Regions from separate parts of the Mus musculus genome. Here region 1 is linked to region 2. Evidence: chromatin contacts called from public HiChIP or PLAC-seq data. All regions are on one chromosome and are shown on one strand. Each heading gives the region's core, a stretch centred on a gene start, on an enhancer-like site or on the middle of the called end of the contact. The rest is flanking DNA. Distances are from core to core; before and after follow the strand shown.

Evidence for each region. HiChIP or PLAC-seq counts read pairs in DNA pulled down with a chosen protein or histone mark.
Region 1: a FOXA1 HiChIP or PLAC-seq map of pancreatic cancer cells shows a contact between it and region 2. The contact joins the promoter of Rhou here to the promoter of Fanca in region 2. A contact is called at or near these places in 2 of 115 datasets of contacts at active chromatin or transcription factors (embryonic stem cells and pancreatic cancer cells).

Annotation. Positions count from the first base shown.
Region 1 is chr8:123,651,397-123,657,820 of GRCm38.p6, reverse strand. Rhou (ras homolog family member U) reads right to left here and starts at 3,892. Exons shown (of 3, transcript NM_133955.4): 1 at 3,605-3,892; 2 at 2,271-2,329. The coding sequence starts at 3,875. It overlaps Gm35874 (a long non-coding RNA gene), which reads left to right and starts at 5,085. Exons shown (of 3, transcript XR_388157.3): 1 at 5,085-5,344; 2 at 5,573-5,676; 3 at 6,251-6,424. Gm35930 (a long non-coding RNA gene) reads right to left here. Exons shown (of 2, transcript XR_388158.1): 2 at 5,986-6,300.
Region 2 is chr8:123,315,293-123,322,023 of GRCm38.p6, reverse strand. Fanca (Fanconi anemia, complementation group A) reads left to right here and starts at 3,448. Exons shown (of 43, transcript NM_016925.3): 1 at 3,448-3,549; 2 at 3,853-3,962; 3 at 5,568-5,661. The coding sequence starts at 3,471.

The sequences.
Region 1 (6,424 bases), core at 2,643-5,142, 340 kb before region 2:
AGCCTCTTTTTCTTTAATGACTGTTGCATGTGTGTGTGTGTATGTATGTATGAATAAATATGTAAATAAATTTTAGACAGGATCTCACTGTAGAGTGAGGTCCAGGATAGCCTTGAACTCCCTGCAGCCCGGGCAGACCTGATGCTTGTGATCCTCTTGCCCCTGTGTCCCAAACGCTCCCCGGCTCTTTGGAGACTATAGGAAGGGAACATCGAACTCCTGTTTAGAAATGCTGTTTAGAAATACGAGTTTTCCAACGTATCGATCCCCTCTCAAGCACCCACGGCCAAGGCTTTTCTCTGCACTGGGCTGTTCTCCTTGAGCTCAGAACTGGTCTACTGACCCCAGGTCTGCAGCAGGCAAGCCCACAGCCGTCCACAGGCTGATGGCTCACACATTCTGATTCAAGAACTAAAACCACATGGAACCCTGAGATGTATCAGACTCCAACCCAGGACTCATCTTCCGAGGGAAGTTCACCTCCTCAGAAGCCAAGTAGAGACATCTGAGGGGTGGCAAAGTGATTCCTGAGCCAGCATCCTAGCAGCTCCTTACTGGAGTCCATGATGACTGTGTCTTGAGGCTCTTTGGGCTTCCTGCCTTCTCTGTGATCCTCGGGGTGCCTACAGCAACTACAGATTTCTGTCCGTGTTCTACAGATGGGAAAGCCCAGCCTCTTCCATCTATATAAAACAATGCAGAGGACATCATGCAAAAAGAGAAAGACCCAAGACTGTTTCTTTGATGTTTTCCTTTGCTGGCATGTTTTTTAAGAGACAGGGTCTCATAGACCCGGCTGGTCTCAAATGCCCAATAGAGTCATTGACTTTGAGCTTCCTCTCCCAAGTGCTGAGATTATGGTATGCACCACCTTGCTGCCTGGCATTTCTGTCTTTTTGTTTTTATGGGTTTTTTTGTTTAGTTTTGTTTTGGTTTTGTTTTTTGTTTGTTTGTTTGTTTGGTTTTTTTTGTTGTTGTTGTTTTGGGGTTTTTTTTGGCTATACAGGGTTTCTCTGTATAGCCCTGGCTGTCCTGGAACTCACTCTGTAGACCAGGCTGGCCTCGAACTCAGAAACCCGCCTACCTCTGCCTCCCGAGTGCTGGGATTAAAGGCATGCACCACCACTGCTCAGATTGTGTTTTATGCCTAGACTGTCCTTGAACTCACCACACAGCTCAGGTTGCCTTTGAACTCACGGCTGGCCTTCTGGTGGAGCTTCCTGAGAGCTGGAGTCACAGGCACGAACAAATGTGCCTAGATTTTGATGTTCCCTTACCACACAGTGATATACTGATGGTCGTTGGCTTTCCCCCACTCATAGCAAAGGTGCCAAACAGCTTTCCCAGCAGTCCATTAAGACAGCCTTGTCTTCTGTCTCCTCAAGGTCTCAAGAATAAGCCAGTCCCGAGTCCCAAGTTTGCTGTCTTACAGTAATGAGTTAGCTAAAGGCCCTGGCTTGGATGAGATCTGGAGACACAGGAAGGCCAGCTTTTTCCTTAGCACGGACAGTCAGGGAAGCAAAGGGGTTACTTATCCCCACTGTACCCTGTCAGCTCCAGACATTGGGAGAGCAGAGTTTGCTGTCACCTGGGCACCTGAGTACTTAGGACCTCAGTGGCTAGAACAGCTTCTAGGGCAGCTTTAACCCTTCTGTGGGGCACTCAGGGGGTCCTACACCTATGCCTCCTGCCTGGCTTCCTTTTCTAGTGTTTTGCCCCCGAGACAAGAATGACCAAACAGAGTGGCCCTGCCTTTCCCTGCTCCATTTATGGTGACTCTGACCACTGCTCTAGAGCAGGGAAAGACATTTGTTAACATAAGCTACTGGTTTTTTTTTTTTTCTTTTTTTTCCTTGAACAAGCGTTTAAGTCTCAGGTTCATTAGCCTTGAATCAATGGATTATAGGACATGAGGGGCTTCCTCTGAGAAACGCTTACAAACCATTCCTGTGGTTTTTCTTTTGTAGCCTAAGCTAGGCCATGAGAGGTACCCGAAAGTCCTATGAAGATAAGGGGCAGTTCCCGCAGCGATGGCTGCCTCCCCAGCTCCTTCCCAGAACAGGCCGACCCTGTTTCACTGGCCCCGAGGTGTCCTTCTTGGCCTCCTCCCACTGCCCTCAAAGGAGATGAAGCAGGGGTGGGCCTGCTTCGGCGAGTTTCACAATGACCCAGTTACTAAGGGAATCATTTGGAAACTGCAAAGGTTGTTTGGAAACCTTTAAAAGGCTGTTTCCTTTCCCAGTGCCTGAGCTGTGTAACTTGATACCGACCTGTCCTGCAGTGTCACAGAGCTGGAGTCTCACAGGCCGCCCATCTACAGACACCACGGCTTGGGAGAAAGAAAAAAAAAAAAGAGCAAGATGATTATCAGGACATCTTTTACCCTCTCAGCAGATTGGCAGTTCCTGCTCTGGGTTCTCTTAGTGAACTAAGGACTTGGCTACGCCCAGAAACCCATGGAAGTGTACAAATGTTCCAAGGTGGGGGGCTCCCTCCACCACAGAGCATGAAGCAGCAAAGCCCTGACCTCCAGAAGGTGCCCCGGAAGGCTTGTTTTCCTTTCAAGCCTGGAAGATTAATTTTCCTGTCACCCTTGTTTCAAAGAGCCTAGAAACAACACAAGGTGGGAAACCAACTCTGCACTTTTAAATCAGTGGACAACCTCATAGATAATCCTGTTTTCTCTTGGGAAAAAAAAATCTCCCTGCTTCAGGGTTTATCATAAAACTCCAGCAGTTTTGAGAACTTGTGCAAACACAGGCGGCCTATCACCCGTGCGTGTGTGGAAATGGGCACTTCTCTCTGTCAGTTCAAAAAGAGGATTAAGAAAAGCTGGCAGAGAGAAGCCACACAGATTTTCCCCCAGGGTCCAGAGATAGGGTGAGAGCAAGGACCCCCCATCCAGTAAAGACTCGGAGGTTTCAGCTTATATTAGGCAATTTGTCTCCTTCTGATAGCATTTCTGGTTGTTTATAAATGTTTATGCTAGTGAGCGGTGGAGGGGGCACCATGCACTTCTGTTTTATCCATAGGGTCTCTGAAATTAGAGACTGGCCACGGAGACTGGAAGTCGGAGGTAAATTTTTTAGGAGGAAGATTTTTCACACTAGCTTAATGTGATTTTTTTTTTGTAACTTTTTCTTAAATTCCTGAAAGACTTTTTAAAAAATCAAGAGAAATGATTGCTTTACTTTTGTTATCTTTGTGTGATCCACGAACCCACCCACCCTTGAGAACTTGCTGTAACTAAACGCCAAGCTGGAGGGACTGGGCCAACCGTCAGAAACCGAGACAGCGCAGGCGGGGCGCAGGCCAGGCAGGCGCTGGGCTCAGAAGAAAGGAACGTTCTCGCAAGCCCCAGCCCTCCTTGGTGCGCCTGGCCGGCTCACACACGGGAGCAATCCGGGTTGCTCCAGGCGAAGATCCGCTGGAAGTGAGCCGCCCCGGAGGGCGCAGGTGGGAAGGCCACCTGAGCTGCAGCTCGCTCCGGAATCCCGGAGCCAGACCGGTCGGACACCCCGCTGCCACCTCGCCGAGCCGCTGCCCCGAGACCCGCGCCGCCCCGCGCCTCCCAGCCCGAGGCCGCGCCCCGCCCGGCGCTCACCCGAGAAGTTGTCGAAGGCCGTAGGGATGTACTCGGTGGGGTAGCCGTTAGTGGTGTAGCTGACCACCAGGCTGGTCTTGCCCACCGCGCCGTCGCCGACCAGCACGCACTTGACGCCGCGTCCCTCGGCGCCGCCCGCGCGCCCCCGACCCCCGGACACCCCGGGCCCGCGCGCCCCGCGCCCCCCGCGCTCTCGGCGAGGCGGTACCGGCGGCGCCGCCGGCGGCTCGCAGCGGGCGGGCAGCGCCGGCCGGCCTTGCTGCGGGGCCATCGCGGGGCGGCGGCCGCGAGACCAGCTGCCACCGGCGGACAAAGGCGGCGCACGGTCCGCACTCGGCTGGGCGTCTGTGCCCGCGCGGCCGCGATGTGGCCGAGCCTGCTCCGCCAGGCTTCCCTGCGACACCGGCGGGCGGGGAAAGAGGCGGGTCCGGCGGCTCCTTCTTCTATCCGAGACCACAGCGCCCCCGTCTGCGCGCCGCGCTGGTGAACTACGCCGGCGCCTCGAAACGGTGCGGCTGGACTAGCTGGCTCCACCACGCCAACCCACGCGGACCCCGAGCTACCCCTGGCCCCTGCTGTGGGCTTCTCATCCCCCCACCCCCCTTTCCCGGCTCCTTCCCAAGCTTCCTTTCCTCCTCTTGCTCTCCAGTTCCTCCTGCCCTGCCCCCTCCTCCCCATCCTTCTGTTCCCCCTTCCCTCCCGGCTCTTTCTCTTCCCTCTCCTCCTTCTCCCTCCTTAGGTCGCCCCCTATTCTCTTTCTACTCCACAACCTCCTTTCCGCGGTCTCCCTCTCACCATGATCACCCTGCTTCTTCCACTCTTCCTGTTCCTCCAGCTGCCCTTGCTCCTCCACACAAGTGTCTTGGTTTGGAGGGGGAGAGTGCTGTGGGGCCTGCCTGCTTTTGCAGTCCCTCAGGAGAGATTATTGTCTTGATAGCCAGTCCTGATGAGTAGGACTTAAGTTTGATTGCAGACAAATGTATGATTTTTCTGTTAAAAATCATTGATTCTCATTTGGATGCAGGATACCACCCTTTGTTAGCGCTCCCTCTCTTTGGCATGCTGTGACCTTGTGTGTATTCATGGTCCAGCAAATTTCCTTACAGTCTTTAGTTAAGTGCAATTTTGGCTGCCGTAGTATTATCTGAAAAGCTAATTGTCTGTTCATTTTGTGCTGCCCTTTCTCTGCCTGGTCACTAATGCTTCTGATTTGCTTCTGGTGTAAGAAGAGCTGTGTGCTGTTAATATTAATATTATTTTGCTGGTGGTAAAGACAAGAGCTAGGGGCCGAGAGAAAGGGAGAGTGGTTAAGAGCACCGGCTGCTCTTCCAGAGGTCCTGAGTTCAATTCCCAGCAACCACATGGTGACTCACGACCATCTGTAATGGGATCTGGTGCCCTCTTGTGGTGTGTCTTAAGACAGCCAGTGTATTCATATAAATAAAATAAATAAATCTTAAAAAAAAAAAGACAAGAGCTAGTTAAATACTGAGCCTTTGTTATGTCCCAGATGTTGTTGTAACCATTCTGTCAAAACGAATTCCTTTAATATTAGCATTACTTATACCCATTTTACAGCCAGGACAACCTGAAGTACAGAGATGCTAAGTGACAGGTTTGAGTTCCATAAAGGAAATGACAGCGTCCTACCTGGGATCCTATATGCAACCATGCAGTGTGGCAAGTGAGACTTGCAAAGATGATGTGGCCGCAGAGATACAGAAGTGGGCCTGTCAAGAGGTAATTTCTTCAATCCCGAATGGGTGGCAGACTCACCCGTCATTCAGGGCCTTAGTGCTGTCAGCCTTTAAAGCTGCAATGCAAGCTGTTTTCGGGATGAAACCCTAGGACCTGACCAAAAATGACCTTGAGCACCTGGGAAATCAAAAGTCTCCCACACAGGATCTGAAGAACAGGAACGGGCTGTCTTGGAAATGGACTAAAAACCTGGTACACTCTCTCCTGCAGTGAAACAGAGCAGAGCAGCAAAAAGACTGGCAACTCCCAAGTTAGGACCGTTCGGCTCTCTTTTGCCCTTGGGCCACCTGAATTCCTGTGCTCTGTCTGATCAAGTAGGTAGATTTGTGTGTGCCTTCTGTCTCCTTGATGGTTGACACTACAATAACTTTTTGCAAAACCATTGCTACAGTATTGGTTTCTATATATGTCTGGCGCAAGCCTTTGCTTAGTGTTACTGCTAAGACCTGACAAAGTGGGCACATGATACTTTGTTTCTGTAGATGTTGCAAACTGTTTCTACTTTAATCATTGTGGATTGGGGCCATTATCCATTTTATCTATAACTTCCCAACATATGGAGAGTGGCCTTGAAGTAGCTGTGAATATTTTGGGAAGCAAGCCAAGAAAAATAAGGCTAGAGAGACATTTTGTTTGTGTTTAATGGGACATAGAGCCAAAGGAAGGGAGATTAGGGAGGAGGCATGGGAGCACTTTGCATGGTGGTGGTGGTGGGGGCGGGGGTGGTCAACGGAAGCCAAGAGCCTATGCTGCTGGCATGAACTGGAGCCTCTCCTGCTGGTGTGTAGTACACACTTCATGTCTCCTTCAGGACTGCAGACACAGCTACAGAGGTGTGGGAGCAGTGCCCAAGGCTGAAACTGCCACCCTCTGTACAAATCTTGGCAGCTTTATCTTCCCTCAGCACTGGAGGATCCAGGAGCAAAGAGCTGCTGAGCCTGGGATGAATGAAACTGAGAGTCCGACTGCTGCAGTGCCTTACCAACCAAAACCAAAACCAACCAACCAAACAACAACAACAACAACAACAACAACAAACCACTCATTGGTAGGCCCGGCATG
Region 2 (6,731 bases), core at 2,199-4,698:
GAAAACAGAAATTCCTTCATTTTTGTTCTTTGCTGAGACAGGGTTTCACTAGTATCCTTAGCTGTCCTGGGACTCGCTGTGTAGAACAGGCTGACCTCAGACTCACTGAGATCCAATCCACCAACACCAGCCTCTGCTTCTGGGACTAAAGGTGTGTGCTACCATCTAGTCAGAGACCCAGTCTTACGGGGTTCTGGAGGCCAGAAGCCAAAGTGGGCCGAGAGGCTCCCTCGAGAGGCATAGGAAGACTTTCTCATCCTCACTCCAATATATTCTCCTCTCCCCCAACTCTCTCTTTGCTCTTTTAGATGGTCTCATACGGTCATCCAGGCTATCCTGGAACTCATAGCAATCCTCCTGCCTCAGCTTCCCAATTGCTGAGATTACATGTATGAGCTACATCTGTTCTTTTTTTTTTTTTTTTTTTTTAAAGATTTATTTATTTATTATATGTAAGTACATTGTAGCTGTCTTCAGCCACTCCAGAAGAGGGAGTCAGATCTCGTTAAGGATGGTTGTGAGCCACCATGTGGTTGCTGGGATTTGAACTCTGGACCTTCGGAAGAGCAGTCGGGTGCTCTTACCCACTGAGCCATCTCACCAGCCCCCGAGCTACATCTGTTCTTAAGAGTATCTTCATGTCCTTGTTTCTCCTGGGTCATCTTTTATTCTATCTCCTGAAACTGTTATTGGATTTGGGGGTCTCTTAGACAATCCGGGATGCTCTTGAGAGCCGTTGTTCTATCTGCAATGACTATTTCCGAGATTCTTGTGAAGTAGAAGCAGGAGGAACAGGGGTTCAAGCCCATCCTCAGCTACAAAGTGAGCCTGAGGCCAGATTGGGCCACCTGAGCCTTTGTCCTCTCCTAAAACTAAACAAAGCCTAGGCTGGAGAGGTGACTCAGGGAGTATTCTCAGTGGCTATGTCAGGTGGCTAACACCTACCTATAATTGCAGTTCCAAAGGATCCAGCATCCTGTTCTGGCCTCTGCAGTAGCCATATATGTAGCACACATTCGCACAAACGCACAGCCATACAAATAAAAATAAATCTTAATACAAAACAAAAGCCAGCACCCTGCACTCCACACTCCGCACTCCGCACTCAGGACTCCGGAGGCAGAGACAGATGGATCTCTGTGACTTCCAGGCCAGCCTGGTCTATAAAACGAGTCCAGGCCAGCCAGGGCTTTGTTACACAGAAGAAATCCTGTCTTGGAAAACCAATTAATTAAAAAATCAGCAACAGTGCTGTTAAGCAGTGGGACTCACCAGAGAACAATAAGAAATTAATGTCGGAGAAGCCTACATCCACAATGTAGAAGATATTTATGCCTGTGGATAAGACAGGCCCGTTGTGTGTGTGTGCGTGTGTGTGCATGTGCGTGCGTTCCTACTTATGTATGTGTGAATTGCTATGTGCGCTCGTGTGTAGAGTGCAGAGGTCACCACGGGTGTCTTAGCCAGTTTCCACCTCAGCGGCTCTCTAATTCTGTTTTTGAAATGGGAATCTCACAATATTGCCTAGGCTACCCCAAACTCCTAGGCAGAAATGATCCTCCTGCCTCAGCTTCCAGAGCTGATAGGATTTCTAACTTGTGCTACTGCACTTGTTGAAAATGCAAATTACGAAGCATCAACGAAAAGAAAACCGTTTCCAACGAAAGCTTGAAAACACACAGTAAGTACCAGCGGTGGTGATGGTCAGTTGGTGTGATTTGGGGTAAGCTAGTACTCTTTTTTGTCCTCATAGGCTGGCTGAGCAGATTATCTTTTTCTTTTTCTTTCTTTCTTTTTTTTTGGTTTTTCGAGACAGGGTTTCTCTGGCCACCACGCCCGGCTAGATTTCCTTTTTCATATGGAGGAAAATGGCCCTTTTTTGCCAGGTAGTGGTGGTACGTGTCTTTAATCCCAGCTCTCAGTCAGTAGAGGTAGTGTATCTCTGAGTTCACCAACCTACTCATTCAAAATAACAACAACAACAACAACAACAACAACAGGGTAGCAGGGGAGGAACAGTGTGGGTGGGGAGGGCTTGTGTTGGAGGGGGTCCACCTTGTGGGCAATGATGGAAGTACAGCCATTTTTTTTTGAGATTTACTTATTTATTATATGTAAGTACACTGTAGCTGTCTGAAGACACTCCAGGAGAGGGCATCAGATTTCGTTATGGATGATTGTGAGCCACCATGTGGTTGGTGGGATTTGAACTCATGACCTTCGGAAGAGCAGTCGGTGCTCTTAACCACTGAGCCAGCCTTGAGCCACATCTTCTAATAGGCAGAGCAGCTCTCTGATGCTCCTCTCTGAGGGCACTTCTGATGCTAGAGGCAACGTGGGGCTGCCAGACACATTTGATCCTGAACTGGGACGAGTCCTGGCCATAGTGATGAAATTTTGTAGAAATACATTAAAAAAAAATTGGTTCTCTTCAGTTTTATATCTTTAAGTGTTCTCTTTGATGGGTAAAGTGACTTTTTGGCTCCCAGTGTGACCGTAGCACCTCCAGGTCATGGAGGCAGATAAGCCTGATTCCTGGGAAACTTCGGTCAATCTTTGTCTGCTCTGCTCTGGCTCTGATAATGGCTCCTCCAGCTGCTGACTGATTCCAGGCTGGGTGAATTTTAATCACAACCTGGCTACTATGGCCGGTTCAAGCCTGTCTCTAGTGTCCTGTCTTCCACTAGTGTCTGCGTGTGCACACACCTGGGGTAATGCTGAAAATCAAGGACAGTGGCTGCAGTGCACATAATGCCCTCCTTCAGTTTGCTTGTTTGTTTGTTAGAGTCGGGGTTTCTCTGTGTAGCCCTGGCTGTCCTGGAACTCGCTCGGTAGATCAGGCTGGCCTCCAACTCACCGAGATCCACCTGCCTCTGCCTTCGGAATGCTGAGATTACAGCACCGCCCCGCACGTAAGGTGGATTTAAAAAAGGAAGAAACAAGAATGACAGCGTTTTTGTGGCTGTTTTTCCTTCCTAAGTACTTTGAGCGCTTAGCGGGGAGTGATAGCAACTCTAATTTCAACCCTTGAAAGTCACACCCCAGCACCAGAACTCCTTTGGTCAATTTTCCCTCAGAGTCAAATAAGCACAGCAGAGTACTCGGATCGATCCTGTGTAGTTTTGAACAAAGCAGGTAAAAGTGCTTTTTTTTTTTACCGAAAACCTGGGTCCAGTTTGTCACGTGATCTCCCCAGGCCAAGCTCTGGGCCATTAGCAATTCTGCGCCACTTTCCCTCTAAGTTGTCAGGCGCAGGTGTATTGCACCAAGGCTGCCACCATACTGCCTTCTCTGCCACCCGAACGCAGCCAGACTCCGGGACAAGTACTACAACCAAGAGGAAGAGGGCCACAGAGCAAGGGTCCGCCCTCGGGGGTGTGGTCAAGCATGCTCCTAGCCAATGAGCGCCAGCGCCTGGCCGCGGCCAATCGGAAGGCAGCGCGGGCTGCAGAGCCGGTGTTCCAGACGCTATGCCGGGCTCGCCGGCTAGGGGTGCTGCCATGGGTGGTGGGCCCCGGGGCCTCCGAAAAACTTGGACCGAGCTGCTGGGTAGGTCTTGCCATTTCTGCCTTCTGACCCCCAACCAGCGCCAGTGCGGTCCCTCCATTCTTCGGGGTCCGGGTTCAGATCCCAGCGTGGCTCAGCCCTGCCCGCGAGTCAGCCGTCCTGGGCCGCGCTGGTCCTCTTAGGGCCATGGGCCCCAGGCTTCCTGGTCCTGCCGCTTGCTGCAAGCGCTAGGTGACTGTCCAGACTTGGACAGCTTCTCTCTGGACCTCCGCGCAGCGTGTCACCCTGTGTACGTTGCACTATAATTTTCTGAGCAATTTTTTTTTCTTTTTAAAATATCTTTAGCGGGCAGAGTCAAAAAGCAAAAATATGATCCTGAAAGGGAACAGAAATTAAAGGATTCTGCTCTGAAACTCCTGAGATACCATCAAAATATGCATGACCTTTTGCTAGAGGTAAGAGGAAGTTGTCCTGGCTGAGCAGGTTGGATGTTCGGAGCCAAGCCAGATCATAATCTTTTTAATGTCCTTCTAAGCCTGAGTACTTGGCGAGTAACTGGTGCCGGCAAACCAGGTGGGAGGAGAGCTGAGTGTATTTTATATTTTATGTCTTTGGAGATGAAAGTAGTTGGGTAGTACATTTAATAATTCATGAAAGGCTTTAATAAATTCCTTCTGGGAAAAGTACTCGAGGGGCTGGAGGGTTGATTCCTGTACAATCTGGTTTTTGTTTGTTTGTTTGTTTTTCTCTGTGTAATCCTGGCTGTCCTGGAACTCACTCTGTAGACCAGGCTGGCCTCGAACTCAGAGATCCGCCTGCCTCTCTCTCCCAAGTGCTGGGATTAAAGGCGTGCACCACCACACCCAGCAAGATGGAGTACAAGTTGTAAGCTGAAAGAAGCATCCCGAGTTGCTTTTGGTCATGGTGTTTTTATTACAGCAATAGAAATTCTGGGGGCTGGAGAGATGGCTCAGCGGTGTTCCAGAGAAACACCCAGGGGAAGAGAGCAGTGTTTGTAACCTGTGTGGGTGTGGGGTGGAGGAATTCACTGCTGACAAAGGGATGCTTTTTGTCCCAGAAGCCGACTTTACCGTTTGTTGACATGCGCTGCACCCAAATTGGATGGACAGCCCTCTCTTGGAGACACTTTGACTGAAACATTCACTGCAGACACTGGAATTGTTCTAAATATTAAGATAAACATTGTTTCTTTGCAGCAAACACAGACTGTGACAGAAAACGCATATATAGAAACATGAGGGTGATTGAAATCTTTCATAATCCACCAAAGAGAACCAATTAGGCCTTTGCTGCTCTAATTCCATGTTGTCATTTTGAAACACAGTTCAGAATGGCATACAGACAATTTAATTCTCACTTTTAAATATGACAATTAAGCACAGGCATTTTCACATGGTTTAAAATGCTCCTAAACAATAGGGCTGGCATTGTAGCATCCCGTTTACTTCTGGACTTGGTTTTACTAAACCATTGCAGCATCAGCACACCAGAACTTCAGTTTGTCACACACTGATCTGTATGATTTATATTTGTAAGTTCCTTTGTTTCTCCAAACCAGAGTGAAAGGCATGAGCTACCGATAATCTCATTTACAGGGAAGACACTGAAGGGTAGGTCATTGCTAGAGGTCACTCAGCTGCTCAGCACTGATTGCTCTTCCGGAGGTCCTGAGTTCAAATCCCAGCAACCACATGGTGGCTCACAACCATCTGAAATGGGATCTGGTGCCCTCTTCTGGCATATCTGAATACAGTGACAAATGTACTCATGTGTATATATCTATCTATCTATATACATACACACACACACACATATATATATACAATAAATAAATCTTAAAAAAAATTCTAATACACACACACACATACTGTCACACACACTCACTCTCACACACAAAGATGAATTTAAAAGCAAAACAAAATAAAACCAAACTAACAAACCAGGGAACCAAAACAAAGCAAACTTGCCTGCTCTGCGAGCTGCACACTGCTGGAGTCTTGAAACCACTTTCTTGCTGTTCTTACCGCTTCGGTTTGTAGGTAGAAGAGCCACAGTGTAAAAGGTTGCGTCTCAGTGAGCTGATCGACCGCGACAGTGCTGACGCTTCCTCCGACCGGTCTGCTTCCTTCATCCGTGAGTTGTCGCTGTGCTTTTCAGTTCACTTAGGAAGCGGTTAAGGGAAAAAAGTCGCCATCTGTTACAGTCCGTAGACATTCAGATTCCACCTGACAATGCCCTTTCTCTTGTATCATCACCAGTTACACGGGCTCTATGACTTGATTTGGAGTTATTTCCTAGCTTTACCCCACTCCCCCCCAACCCCCACCCCCAACTCCCACAGGGTTTCTCTGTGTAGCTCTGGCTGTCTTGGGACTTACTCTATATGTAGACTAGGCTGGCCTCGAACTCACAGAGATCCACCTGCCCCTGCCTCTGCCGCTCAAGTGCTGGGATTAAAGATGTGAGCCACCACTGCCCGGAGGTATTTATTGCTCTTCCCTGCCCTTGTGTGTATGTGTGTGTGTCTGTCTGTCTCTCTGTATGTGTATGTGTCTGTCTCTGTATGTGTATGTGTCTGTCTCTGTGTGTGTCTGTCTGTATGTGTGTCTGTCTGTCTCTGTATGTGTGTGTGTGTCTGTCTGTCTCTGTGTGTATGTGTCTGTCTGTCATGTGCTTGCAGGTGTCACTCTCCCCATTTCCCGAGAGTCAGAGAAAGCAGGGCAGGGGGTGGTTATCAATAAATAAGGGTTTTTTTTTTGTACTTCACATTTCTTTTCCTTTTTTTTTTTTTTTTTTGGTTTTTTGAGACAGGGTTTCTCTGTGTAGCCCTGGCTGTCCTAGAACTCACTTTGTAGACCAGGCTGGCCTCAAACTTAGAAATCCGCCTGCCTCTGCCTCCCGAGTGCTGGAATTAAAGGCATGCGCCACCACGTCTGGCTTTTTTTTCTTTTTTCTTTTCTTTTTTTTTTTTTTAAAGATTTATTTATTTATTATATGTAAGTACACTGTAGCTGTCCTCAGATACTCCAGAAGAGGGCATCAGATTTCGGAAGACCTTCGGAAGAGCAATCGGCGCTCTTAACCACTGAGCCATCTCTCCAGCCCCTTTTTTTTTTTCTTTTTTTAAAGATTTCTTTATTTATTATGTGTGAGTACACTGTAGCTGTCTTCAGACACCCCAGAAGAAGGCATGAGATCTCATT